Linked DNA regions of Mus musculus: region 1 is linked to region 2. A link is a contact called in public HiChIP or PLAC-seq data. All regions are on one chromosome and are shown on one strand. Each heading gives the region's core, a stretch centred on a gene start, on an enhancer-like site or on the middle of the called end of the contact. The rest is flanking DNA. Distances are from core to core; before and after follow the strand shown.

The links. HiChIP or PLAC-seq counts read pairs in DNA pulled down with a chosen protein or histone mark.
Region 1: a CTCF HiChIP or PLAC-seq map of the NIH/3T3 cell line shows a contact between it and region 2, with 12 read pairs. The contact joins two enhancer-like sites. A contact is called at or near these places in 4 of 39 promoter capture datasets (the 3T3-L1 cell line, 3T3-L1-derived adipocytes, epiblast stem cells and 1 more), 2 of 15 datasets of contacts at CTCF or cohesin (the NIH/3T3 cell line and large pre-B cells), 5 of 484 Hi-C or Micro-C datasets (the C3H10T1/2 cell line, the HPC-7 cell line, the Patski cell line and 2 more) and 4 of 9 other capture datasets (adipose tissue, liver, macrophages and 1 more).

What each region holds. Positions count from the first base shown.
Region 1 is chr4:58,355,333-58,362,065 of GRCm38.p6, forward strand. It overlaps Musk (muscle, skeletal, receptor tyrosine kinase), which reads left to right. Exons shown (of 15, transcript NM_001037129.1): 11 at 349-524. Among named protein-coding and RNA genes, the nearest start is that of Musk, 73 kb to the left of the region's middle. Within about 2 kb of position 3,894, at least 8 of the 459 cell types and tissues checked have an H3K27ac peak or open chromatin away from gene starts, as enhancers often do. A contact at or near this core is called in the NIH/3T3 cell line, where this site is marked.
Region 2 is chr4:58,267,132-58,274,552 of GRCm38.p6, forward strand. It overlaps the pseudogene Gm30907. Among named protein-coding and RNA genes, the nearest start is that of Musk, 15 kb to the right of the region's middle. Within about 2 kb of position 4,885, at least 47 of the 459 cell types and tissues checked have an H3K27ac peak or open chromatin away from gene starts, as enhancers often do. A contact at or near this core is called in the NIH/3T3 cell line, where this site is marked.

The DNA of each region.
Region 1 (6,733 bases), core at 2,644-5,143, 87 kb after region 2:
AGGATAACAAACGAGTGCTCATAACCTCTGAGCCATCTCCCCAGCCCCTATACCTTTATTTTTAATATGAACTTTGAGAGAGGATATACCAGGACTTGTTTCTAATTCATTCTAAATTTGAAGAAAAAAAAAAAAACTAGCAAGAGAGTAGTATTTCATTTCATAGCATAGAACACCGTATCTTTAATGTCTTGCATTATTTAAGGTATATTCATTTCAAATTTGCTTCTATAAGGAAAAACACTTACGATGTGATGATGTTTCAAAAATACAAAATTTAAGCCCCGCTGCAAGTTTGTCTTCAACTCGTCATGATTCATCAAGTCTTCTTGCCTTACACCGTTTCAGAGAGTACTGCCTGGCGGTAAAGGAGCTCTTCTGTGCAAAGGAATGGCAGGCAATGGAAGGAAAGGCCCACCGGGGCCTCTACAGATCTGGGATGCATCTCCTTCCGGTACCAGAGTGCAGCAAGCTTCCCAGCATGCACCGGGACCCCACAGCCTGCACAAGACTGCCATATTTAGGTAACAAAGAAGTTCCTCCAGACTTTGGAAGTTAAGGAAATGTTTACTGTTTCCAGTCAAGGAACGTTTGTACTTAAAGCACCTAACATTTTTAGGCTTTCTAGGCTGTTCTAATAATGTTTTTTGCTTTGCCATTTCTACACACATAATTGCAGAATCCTAATGCTCTCCTAATTGCATAGGCTTTCATAAAGACTCATTTCATTTGTTTTCAAATAAATCAAAGGGCACTTTTAACTGCTGCTTGGATCTTGCTTTATTTCATAGAGGAGCTTACAAGTGTAACATTTTCTGGAATGTATGTGAAAATGGCTAAGGAACATCTCATAGTTTGTCAGAGAAATGGCGTAATGGAAGAAATAATCCTCTTCCTTAGCCAACGATGCAGATTTTTTAAGCATGCAGAAATAAGCCACATGTTTGAAAACGCTGACCTCACAAAACACAACCCAGCCACTGCATGAGGACTGGTTTAGTTTCAAAGACGCACTCTTCACATTTGAATGCTTTTCTGTCGTTCATTTAAACGCTGAGAGAGAAAGCCACATTTCTTAGCTGTAGCTCACAGGGTCTAAGAGGTATCTTAACGCTTACTTAAAACCAATTTTTATCCTTTCCCCCTCAGATTATAAAAAAGAAAACATAACAAGTAAGTAATTTTGTTTGTGCCTCGGAAATTTGTGTCTGTAAGTGGATTCGTGCATGTATATTTACACTACACTTCCCTAAATCCAGAACACAGTGTACTAGGCGAGCATCATTAGCGCCCATGCACAAGTGTCAGAGCGCATCCACTCCCTTGGCTTCTAGCTTCTAAGTAGAACACAGAGAATGTGTGTAACACTCAGGGAATAGAACAAATACTATCTTCCACCTCAAGATGGTTGCCTGTTTTATATTTCATATGTTTGCAAAATCAGCCAAGCTTATATGTAGCCTTCTGATTCTGCAGTCACAATTTTATATTATGTAATTATTTTTGGATGGAAACAAATACTATTTTTTCCTCTATTGAGATGATTTGTGATCTTTATTTGTGACAAGTCTTTTTTTCTTTTTTTTTGAAAATAAGTGTACTGTTTTTTTTTTCTTCATCTTCTTTTGGTCCTTGAGTTATTATACACAAATTCTATATTAATTATAGAACCTCTTATTATTTGACCAAAGGGGGAAAATGAAAAGGACAACGAATCACCTATATTCCCACTTTTCAAAGTATTTTGTTTTAACTCTAAAATTGATCATTCTACTAGTAACAGAGGAAAGTTCTTAGTATGTCATTGGAATCTCAGTTTCTGGTTGTGTCTTAATATGGCATAGGAATCTCATTTTTGACTGTGCACATTTATAAGTAGCTTTTTGAGAGTTTTATACAGAGTTTGATCCTCTGTACCCCTCTACTCAACATTTCCCAGAACAAGCTCCTTTCTTTACCCACCCACCTTTGTGTCCTTTAAAAATGAAAACCTTCAAGACCAACCTGTGCCATTGTCTTTATCTGAAGAACTGGAATTTTCCGATCCTTCTTTGAAGGTGCTCAAATAAACTTGGGATTTGGGTGGCCATGAGGAGCAAGTTCATGGCCAGTTCAGTACCAGACAAGCATTCCACATCTGAGCCACGTCCTCAATGCTGGATGTGTTTGGTTATGGTCTCACTAAGTAGCTCAGGATGGCCTCAAACGTTTTGGCTTTGGTTCTGGAATTCTGAGATCGCAGATGTGTGCCACCATGCACTGGCTCAGAGTGATTGTCTGTTCAGTCCTGCACATTGACATCAGCTGGAAAGCTTAAAACAGTGTGGCTGCCTGGGTCCCCCACATACACATCCTGGTGTGTTTGGTGTGGTGTGCAATCAGGATTTGAGATTCCTTTTAACTTTTTTAAAATTGACACATAAAATTGGACATATCTGAGGAGTATTGTACCATGTTTTAATATCCTGCGGAATATTCAAATTCAGATAAGCCTGTCTCCTAGGTACCTACTTATCACTTCTTTGAGGTAAAAAGACTCCAAATCCTTTCTCCCAAGCTATCTGTACTATACAATACTCTCCTTTGAGTGTCTTAAGGTTTTCATTGCTGTGAAGAGACACCATGACCACAGCCATTCTTACAAAGGGAACATTTAAACTGGGGCTGGCTTACAGTTTCAGAGGTTTTGTTCATTATCATCGTGGTGGGGAAAAGGTGATATGCAGGCTGATGTGGTGCTGAAGAAGGAGCTGAGAGTTCTACCACTGGCAGCAGGAGGAGACTGTGTACCATACTGGGCATAGCTTGAGTGTAGAAGACCACAAAACCTACCCCCACAGTGACACACTTCCTCCAACCCACTTCAATAAGGCCACACCTCCTAATATACCACTCTCTATGGGCCAAGCATTCAAACACATCAGACCACGGAGGCCATTTCCATTCATACCACCACAGTTGGGTTTTATTGTTGTTGCTTCAGGATACCCTATTTTCAGTATAATACTTGCAACATTAAACCAAATGATTTTAAAAGGGTCATCAGAAGAGCCAGAAAAACAGCTCAAAGGGTAAATCCTGATGGATCAATCCCTGGGACCCACAGGAAGAAGGAGAGAAATAGCTCCTACAAGTTGAAATACTGAGCAACACAAACTAGCCACAGATACTAATTTCCTAGTCTTTGGAAAACAATTTTATGAGATTTTTGATAGATTTGAGAAAATTAGCTCCAAATGTTGTCAAGGGATTGCTTTTTCTGCATGTAGGTGGGTTCTGTCTATGCTCTCTGAGTTAAAAGCAAGCAGTCATCTCTGTTATCGTAATCTAGCAACGTGTCCTTATTACACACAGCAACTTGTGCTCTATGGAATATAGTGAGTCCTCAAATAGTCCTTGCTTTATGGTTTTTTTAAAGATCTTTTTACATTTAGTGTGTGTGTGTGTGTGTGTGTGTGTGTGTGTGTGTGTGTGTGTGTGTGTGTTCACATGCATCCACAGGTCAGAGGACAAATTATGAGAGTCAGTTCTACTATATGAGTCCTGGGAATCAAACTCAGTGCACCAGGCTCAACTGTGAACATCTGACCCACTGAGCCATCTTGATGGTCCTGCTTTTTGATTTCTTAATAAATTCCAAAAATCATTTCTAGTTCACAAGGGGGGTGCATTAGAGCGGTTTTTTTTAAAAATCCTTCTTTATCTTTGTCTTATCATCTTCTTGCTCAAACATGGGAACTAGGGTTTCAGTAGTTTCTGGGTTTGTTTTACTTTGCTGAAGTGAAATATCTCCTTGAACACGTCATGACTGTAAGATATTTACATTACTCTGTGCTGAGCATACTGTTGGTCTCTTCTGTGGGATGTCACATACCTTCCAGGCACAGTCAGCAGGGAACATGCCCTCTGTTTCAAAACCTTTGAAGAAGAGAAGTGCAGTCTGGCTTATTCTGGTCATGGAGAACTACACTCCATCCATTTTCTTGTCCCTTCCAACTTTCTCATCACTCAAGAACCTGGGGAGTGAATGACCGTGTGCCAAATCCTGACAAACCGATTAGTATGGTGGGTATACAGTCTCTCCTAAGCCCCCCACGGCCCTATAAGAGTGTGTGCCATGACCATGCTCCACTCCACATCCTAGTCAATGTGAGAAACAGGTCAACTGGCTTGTCCCACATGACCTGTCTAGTGTTGGGGAAAGCCAATATTCAAGCCCCAGTTTGTCTGATTAGGGCTACATCACCAAAGTCTAATTTTTACATCGTTTTAGCTTACGCTTCTCTATTACCTTCTTTTAAAAAAAATAAGTATTTATTCACTTTACAGCCCAGTATCAGCCCTTCCTCTCCTCCCAGTACCTCCTCACAAAAGTTCTCCCCCCATTCCACCTTTTCCCTCTTTAAGTGTCCCTCTGAGTGTCGCTCCCCCCTCCACGCACAAGTCGCTGCAGGACGAGGTGGATCCTCTCCCACTGAGGGCAGACAAGGTGGACAATTTAGGGGAATGGCATTCGCAGGTAGGCGAACAGGCAGCAGACTCAGAGATATCCCCTGCTTCTGTTGTTGGGGGACCCGCGTGAAGACCAAGCTGCTTATCTGCTACATATGTGCAGAGGGTTTAGGTCCAGCCTGTGCTAGCTCTTTGGCTGGTGGTTCAGTCTCTGGGAGCCCCTAAGGTCCAGGTCAGTTAACACTGTCCTCTTCATGTCCATCAATCCTTCTCTCAATTCTTCTCTAAGACCCCCCGCAGCTCCATCTAATGCTTGAGTGTGAGTCTTTGCATGTCTTTCCACTGGCTGCTGGATGGAGCCTCTCAGAGGACAGTTATGCTGGGTTCCTGTCTGCAAGCATAACTGAGTATAATTAATAGTATCAGGGCTCTTGCCCATGGAATGGGTCTCAATTTGGGGCAGTCTTGGTTGGCCATTCCTTTAGTCTCTGCTCTTTGTCACTGCACATCTTGTAGGCAAGAAACATTTTGGGTTGAAGACATTTGTCTATGTTCATAGCAGCTTTATTTGTAATAGCCAGAAACTGGAAACAATGTAGATGTCTCTCAACTGGAGAATGGATACAGAAAATGTGCTACATCTACATAATGGAATACTATTCAGCTACTAAAAACAAGGGCATCATGAATTTCTTAGGCAAATGTATAGAACTAGAAAATATGATCCTGAACAAGGTAACCCAGATTCAAAAGGACATGCATAGCATGTATTCACTTATAAGTGGATATTAGCCATAAAGTACAGGATAACCACACTATAATCAACAGACCCTTAGAGCCCAAATAACCAGGAGGGCCCAAGGGAGGATGCTTGAATCTTTCTCAGAAGGGGAAACAAAATAGATATGAGAGGTCTATGGAAGGAAAGAACTGGGTGGTAGAGGGGATGGGGAGGGAAGTGAGGCAGGGGAAATTATATATATATATATATATATATATATATATATATATATATATATATATATATATATATATATAGAGAGAGAGAGAGAGAGAGAGAGAGAGAGAGAGAGAGAGAGAGCAAGGGAGAGAGAAGGGGGATTGGCAGTGGGAGAGCAATCTCTAGGACTTACCAGAGACCTGGGATGGGGAGAGGCCCCAGAAGATCTATTGGGGTGACTCTAGCTGAGACTCCTGGCCGTGGGGGATATGGACCCTGAAGTGGCCACCTCCTGTACCCAGGCAGGACTCCCAGTGAAGGGATATTATCTTCTTTTTAAATTTCCAAGACATCACATGTAAAGCTTGCCTGATTGTTGTAACAGATTCATTCTAAAAGAGATGCCCATCGCTTCTCCCATGGTTAGGAGGGATTCTGCAGAAGCTCCTGTAGATAAAAATGTTTCTATTTTTCCATCATCCAGATAACTTGACAAGCTTTTAATCGCCATTTAGATCAATGTATAATTTGCTTCTAAAATTCAGATTCCATAATAGTTAGCTACTATTTGGGGGCATAAATGAAGTGAGAGAAGGAGGGAAGAGGGAAGGGAGGGAAGGAGGGAGGGTTTGTAATGAATTAATATTTTAATCATTTGAAATGCTGATTTGGATCCATCTTGCAGAGATGGGAAAGCTAGAAATGCAGATTTGGAAGCAATTGACTCTCTTCTGCCGTGTCTCTGCAGGCTTTCCCAACTAAAATTCATTCCATTAACTGTGAGAACGTTCTGCCCATGTTGAACTAAACTTGGTCATTATAGCTCTAATAGCTGGTTTTAGTTTAGTTTAGTTTTTGTTGTTGTTGTTGTTGTTGTTGGCTTTTGTTTGTTTGTTTGTTTGTTTGTTTTTGGTTTGGTTTTTCCCATTCCTCTTGTTCACCCTTTGTAGCACAGACTTTAAAACTATCTGGAGATGCATGTCCCATCTCCTTGTAGTTTCTTCCTCTTTATATTAAACATCCCCAATTCCCAACTTTTTCTGTGAGGTGAGTTCCAAGGCCCTTGCCTTCCTGTTCACCCTACACTGGCAGTAGGGGGCATGGAGGATGTTCAGAACTGAGTGCAGTAGACAGATCGTGATATATGAAGACCTAGAATGCAGCCATTCGCTGGGATGAAGGCTCCTTCTTGCATTAATGTGGAGTAAACCCATGACGCCTGCCTAACTGCCTCTCTCTGTGGGCTTGGGGAGGTGGCTCAGATAGTAGAGGGCTAGTTGTGCAAGCCCAACGATGTGAGTTCAATCCCTAGCACATTCGTAAAAGGGAAGAGTGATGGCC
Region 2 (7,421 bases), core at 3,635-6,134:
AGATTAAAAATAACACCATAACTTGGGCACCAAGCATCACAATGTGTACCTAAGGTGACTAATTCATAATAGTAAAAATAAAGATGGAAATCTGCAGATCTGTGTATTACAGAGTCCTGAATACGGGGTTGGTTGGTTGGTTGGCCTAACAGTATTGACTCTCTAAGTAGGCCAGGCATGGCGGGGCTCACCTTTAATCCCAGCACTCAAGAGGCAGAGGCAGTTAGATCTCTGTGAGTTCCAGGGCAGCCTGGTCTCCATGAGAAGTTCAGGTCAGCCAGGGCTGTGTAGTAAGGCCCTGTTGCAAACAAATATTTCTACTATCTCCGCCTATAAATGAGGCCCTGTTCATGCCATTGATAACAATAATTATCATTAGAACACTTAGTTTTCTAATTTTAGTTTTTAAAGGTGAATCAGGTCAATTGATGTCCCATTTAGCTTGTGTCCTCTGGATCCGAGTGTCCCTCTGGGATAAAGGAGGTTGGTAGAGCAGTCACAGAGCTAAGCATGTCCCCTTACACCACCTCCTTCCTGGCAAAACAAACTTGTCAACCATCCCCAGCCCACTTTCTACCGTCCTCGTACCACATTCATGGGCTCATGCGAATACTGGAATCCCAGTAAACAACTGGACCCTGACCTCACCTAAGACCTTGGTCCTCACTTCAGGCTCCCTAAGAAGGTTCTGACGCCTGCTGCACTACATACGCAGAGAGACAGAGAGTGGTACCCACAGGTCATGCTGCATATTTCAGAGACATTTACTTACGCCACCTGAGAAATGGAATTTAGGCACGTGCACAGCTGTGCTCTAAATCCCCATGGGGCACAGCTGGCTTAGGTCTACAGGCCTCCTGACAGCTCTCTTGGCTGTTCCCATGCAGCTAGCTAATAGCGACCAGGACAGGTGCAGGACTCCAGCCTTTCAAAGTTTCACTTCTTTTATCAGCAGCGCTGATTTTGTAAAGTATGAAGGTTACCAACCCATTCCTACCCAAATTTCCTGGTAACCCAGTAGGGTGTCCTAGGGACCCAGGTGTTCCTAATAAAACTTTGACACATCTGGATAGGACCGAGCCCTCAGGCTGTACTAGACCCTGCCAATCAAGCACACAGGCACCCTACAGGACCTGCCAGGAAGACTGGGGGCTATGAGTGCTTTGGGTTTAACTTCCTTGTCAAGATGAAACTAAAGAACATTGGAAATAAGGCATTCCTCTAGTCACTAGTAGTTGGTCAGTGCCAGGCTCCTTGTCACAGAAGTAGCTCTTCATTGTGCTTCATATCCCAAAGTGCAACAACCCGAAGAAACCTCATTTCCATAGTGAGGGTCAGTATTTGCTGCTTTCTGAGCTCTGAGAAAGAGATTTCCTGTCACTCTATAGTTTTCCTACCCTCTGTTCTTCCTGTTAAAACAGTCTTTCTCCATTTTCTTTTTTAAAAAGTTACTTTAAATAAGCTTTTTGTGCACTGTAGTGAGTAGCCAGTTATAAGCCCTGTAACAAATATTTATCCTTAAATTCTGTTAGAAACCAGGGCTATCTCATTCCTGATGTTTATGTCTGAGCTTTATTTGCACACAAATCCTGGTTATTCTCTCACCCTGCTATCATGAGAGAAACACTGTAATCCTATTGAAGTGTTTGGGACTGGAGTGTCTGTTTATGTGTCTCTGGTACATACATGAGATATCACATATCCTGCTTATTATTTTGCCCAAGTTCTGTTTTGCAAGTTACCATAGACATCAGTTTTTAATCCAGTAAGAACAGTGTGATATGCAAAAGTGTGTTATCATACAATGCCAAGTTCAACTGTCAAGTTTCAAACAAATGTTTACATCAATCTTCTGCGGCAAACCTTCATTACTTGATGTGTGGGGGAGTTAAACGTCCATCTGGGTATGAGTTAGAAGTCTACTTACTGCCTGTGAGTCAGGCATGGACTAGGCTGTGGATTGTGCCATCAGCTGGCCTGCTGCATGACACAGAATTGTCTCCACCAGCCACAAATTACATCTGTCTATGCCTCTATTTGTTAGACAATCTGGCACCAGGGACAGCTGAGAAGAAAGATTTTAAAACAGCTCATTTGATTGATGTGTTTAAAGCTATCTCTAAATCCAAATAAAAAGCTAGGTGCTATCAAGAACACATAAATCAAACATGACCCTCTTTGAGCCCTGACAGGGTCTGGCTAAGGCCACGTGACACCCACGTGTGCAAGCTACAATTGACTTACATTCAATGTTAGACCAACCAACCAACCCACCCACCCCATATTAAGGACTCAGAGGCCTTGGCTTGTACTGCACCATAAAATAGGTCACATTTTAAAGTTGGCTCAGCTGTGAGATGTAGTGCAAGGCCCAGCATGTAAGCCATGATGAGACCAAACTCAATGGTGGAGCTTAAGATTTCTGTGAAGTCTCAGTTAAAAATGCAAAACATGGTTGATGCCCAGGAGGCTGTTGGGAGATCACCTGGGACCAATGAGTGGGCACAATACATGGTGTTATAAAATAATGATACTTGGTAGCTAAATGCCAATCACTTGAACTTCACATTGGGAGAACCCAGTGCTGGGCCGTGAGGAGTTATGGTAACAACTTTTTATGCCTATGAAAACTCTGTTTGTGGGACAGTACAAAGTACAGCATCAGGTAGAGCTCAAATCAAAACAACCCCCCCAAAACGCCCCTTTTGTTGCCTGTCATTCTCACTGTCAACAACCAACACCAGCTCTATCTAATGTATGCTATGAGGAATTTTCTAGAAGAGTGTGAAGCTCTAGAAATCAACCACAAGCCTAAATACGTAAACTAGAAATCTGAGTGAAAAACAAGGTCATGGCTGGGAGGCACTTTTTCAAGTTCAGCCCAGGAGCTGCTGGACCCTGTGACTTCCTGTCACCATGGCTGATCCTTCAGACTCTGCTGCTGCTGCCATGCGCCATGATGAATGAACCCTAAAGCAACATTTTGCTTTGTTTTTGCATGAAGAATCTCATTGGCTCATCCTGGTCATGTGATCATGCGATATGCTTTAGTTACATGGAAAGTAGAATCTGGAAGCTGCAGCATCATTAATGATAGACAGGGTCTTGATGCCATAGCAGGTCCTGAAAGTGGAAGGGTGAAGGGCCTGGAGACTTAGGAGCAAAACTACATGTCTGTGCACACACACACACACACACACACACACACACAACACACTATAGCAGTGGTGAATTTCTGCATTAGAAACTTTAGATTTTTGTTTACTTATTTACACATAATTAAAAACTTGCTTCTATCTTTTCTAATTTGTTGTTGTTGTTGTTGTTGGAGATTGAACCCAGAAGTTTATACATATTAGGCAGGTGTTCCACTCCTGAGATGATATCATGAGGTCTGAGAATAACCCATGAGGCATGCAAAGTGATTCTGTCTGTTCCTTTTAATTTTTTTCCTTTGCACCCTTCGGCATATAGCTTTCACTTGGCAGCCACAAAAAGGCACAAAATGAAAGAAAAATCATGCAAGAATAGCTCTCATATCCCTGCATCCTATGGAATCCACTTCCTGGGATTCTTCCCCAAATACTCCTTTTCCTGACCTCCTATGTGCCTAGTTGACTTCTCAGCTCAAACGCCAATCTGTGTGAGCATCCTCAGACTCCCATGTGTTCTCAGCACACCTCTCTGACACTGTCCTCTCTCCCCTCTTCCCTCCTTACAACCTGCCTATTACTTCCCAGACAAGGTCTCATGGACCTCAGGATTGCCTCAAACGTATTAGGAAGCCAAGGATGCCTTTGAACTTCTGATCCTCCTGTTTCCACCTCCTGTTGCTAGGATTGCGCATGTGCCCCACTGTGCCCTGTTTCTGTAAAGCTGAATAAAGAAGGTAGATTTTTAAGTATTCTAGATGAGCCTTCCATCAGCTGACCTATGCCCTTGTGTTCTGGTCTTTTTCTGGTGCTGTGGTTATAACTCATGATCTTGGCCAGGCAAGCATTCTACCACTGAATCCCCAAGCCCTGCACTCAGTATTAATTGTTGATATCATTACTCTTCTCCTTGGCCAAGCTGCAAGTTTCTTGCTCAGAGACTTGCCCATTGCTGTAACCCCAGAGTTAAGTTCAGTTACTTGAGTAAATGCTCCTGTTTAGAAAGAAGGTGGGAAAGACACATAATGGGTTTTTCTTGCACTCCTTACATTTTTTTTTCAAATTTGAGACATTTATGACCTGTCTTGCTTTGTTCTCCCAACTTAGAGAAGATGATAAGAAAAAAAAGAACCAAATTTAATAGAGCCCCTGATGATTTTTATCTCTGTAATATTAAAAGTTAACCAGCTGCTCATAAACAATTAATAATAGAAAACAGTAATACAAATGTATCTTTTCATGAGAGTCACCAGATAATACCCGCTTGTTAATAATGTGGCATTCTGTACTGGCAGAAAAATGAATTGTTGACTGTGAAAATACCACTCAGTCATATCACTGTGCCTAAACAATATACAATCTCATCTTTCATGGCTCTCAGCTGCGTCCTGCTTGGAAGACATTTTAGACACGAGCCAATGTTCTACACATAACAAATGCTCAGGAAAGACACATGGAATTCCAGTCGGACGGAGCTTGCCCTACTGCAAAGGGCACATAAATGAATAAATACAAGGAAATCCCCTCCGAGGTGCACACACACACACACACACACACACACACACACACACACACACAGAGGCACGCACACAAGCCTCACAACAGCTGGGACATATTATAAGTTGGAGGACTTTTGTTAGTTCAGATGTTTCAGGTCTGCTTAGGCACTCTGGAGAAGAAGTAAATATTATGAGTAAGTTCATTTCCATGCTGGCTGTGGGGACATGCCAGCACGGTTTACTACAGTTTTATAATAAAACAGTCTCATAAAGGAACACCAGCATTAGTCACTCAGCACATGACTGCCAAGGCAAGATGGTCTCTGTTTTCTTCCCCGAATACTCCGAACATGATTTCATTCAGACTGTCTTCCAAATGGATTCTCTTTACACTAAACCCCATCAATATAATCAAGGAGTGCGTGCTCACTAAATCGATTATCAGTTTAAAGACATCATTCTTTTAAAGGAAATATGACCCATTTCTAGAGCTGCACATGGAAAAGTGAGGGTGGTCAAGACAGAATCATTTGGAGCATTGAAGGGAAGGCTGGTGGAAACTGGGAAGGAACAATGCAGAAGCTAGACCATTGCAGTGAGCAGACTTCACAAGAAGACAACGTACTCGAGATTGCTATAACATGGATTTACTAAGTTGCAAGGAGGAAGGACTCTCCTAACAAACACAAGCAGCAAAGGCTTGCTCAGTCAGCGCATTCTTCTTATTGTCAAGCTGAATGGAAAGCAAATATCCGTCCCTAAAAGCAGATGTAGTGAATATAAAGTCAGAAGAGGGGGACACAGAGAAATTGATCTTTAATGACCCGGGGCTAAGATAGATCTCACTGTGAAAGCTTGTCAAAGGATTAGAAAACACTCGGCCATGCTCTTCTCAGAACCTCCTACATTCTTCCCCAGGTTTTCATCGACTTAGGCTAATCCATCAACTCTTAGCTTAATTATCACTCTCCCAGAGCAACCTTTGCTGGTTGTCGTATCTCAGGAAGGGAGCCTTCAGAGCACCCCAGAGCACCCTGTAATTTCTCTTTATAGCTATTATCTCAACTTGCGCTTCCGTATTTAATCCTTGCTCTTCCTACTGAACCCTCAAAGAGAGCAGGCACCGTGCTTGTTTTGAGCACCACCGGACTCCTAGGACCCAGCACAGTGCCCGGCACATTTGTAAGCACACAACAAATATCTGTTGCATGACTGAGAGAATCCACGGGTAAGGGCTGAGAGCATTGGTGTTAGGTCCAGGTTTTCTTGACTGAAAGAAACTCAGTCCTTTCATCTGTGAAGTGAGGAGGTGTTAGCCCCTGTCTTCTAGCATTCTTTTCAGGATGAACTATATGAGTGGGTGAAAAACACTTGATGAAGAGACCAATAGAGCATATTAACACCATCCTACTAATGATAAATTTAAGAGAAATCAGAAGCCCAGTTGAAAAATAAATCTCAATTACCCTGGGAGATTCCTTGGCTGGGTACCATCAGTACTAACCTCTGAAGATATTTACCCATGTTTTCATGGTTTAGTAGAATTTTATAACACAATTTAATTAGATATGGGACTATATTAAAAAGTTTGTACCGAATTCTTTCCAGTTTAGAATCGACTAGGTCTACATGTCATAATGTTATGTACTCAATCATTATGTGTGGACCTAGTTTTGATGGCAACTGTCTATGGTAGACCTAAATATAGAACTCAGGTCTTTGGGTATCCAGGGCAAATTCTATATTGCTAAACTATTTCCCCAGCCCTGATGTCAACTGTATCACTTTTACTTCCACTCTCTCAGTAGGAACATATCTGCATTATACAAAGAACAGATCATCCAATTTAGAAAGAGGACTGACTGATCAGAAGGTTCAGAAGACAAACAGGCTTGCTGTCAAACCAAACAGCCTGAGTTCAATGTGTAGGACCTGTGTGGTAGAAAGAAAGAATGTTGTCCTTCAAACTCTGCACATGCACCATTACACACACACACACACATACACACACCACACAGACACACACACACACACACAAACCACACACCCCTCAGATACACACACACATACACAACACACACACACACCCCTCAGACACACACACCACAGACACGGACACAGCCACACACACACCACAGACACACACACACAACACACACACACACACCACAGACACACACACAACACACACACACACACCTCAGACACACACACACATACACAATACACACACACCCCTCAGACACACACACACACACCACAGACACACACACACAACACATACACACATACAACACACACACACACACCCCTCAGACACACACACACACACACCCCTCAGACACAGACACACATACACAACACACACACCCCTCAGACACACACACACACACACCCCTCAGACACAGACACACATACACAACACACACACCCCTCAGACACACACACACAACACACACACACACCCCTCAGACACACACACACCTCAGACACACACACACACACACACAAAACATAGGCACAGACACACACTCAAATGTAATAAAAATATGGAAAAGAAAAACAATCAACATTCCCACCTCCTTAACCACACAGGTAATCATCATAATTGTCTTACAAGTTTTAGGACATAGATTGTGAGTGAAAAGACTTGAACTTATATTTATGTTATAAATGAAACTCTCCATGGTTATTAAGGGTCTCTGGTTCATTCAGTCAACATTTACTAATGTCAAACACACACCAGGCATCAAGCATACTTCATAAAAGG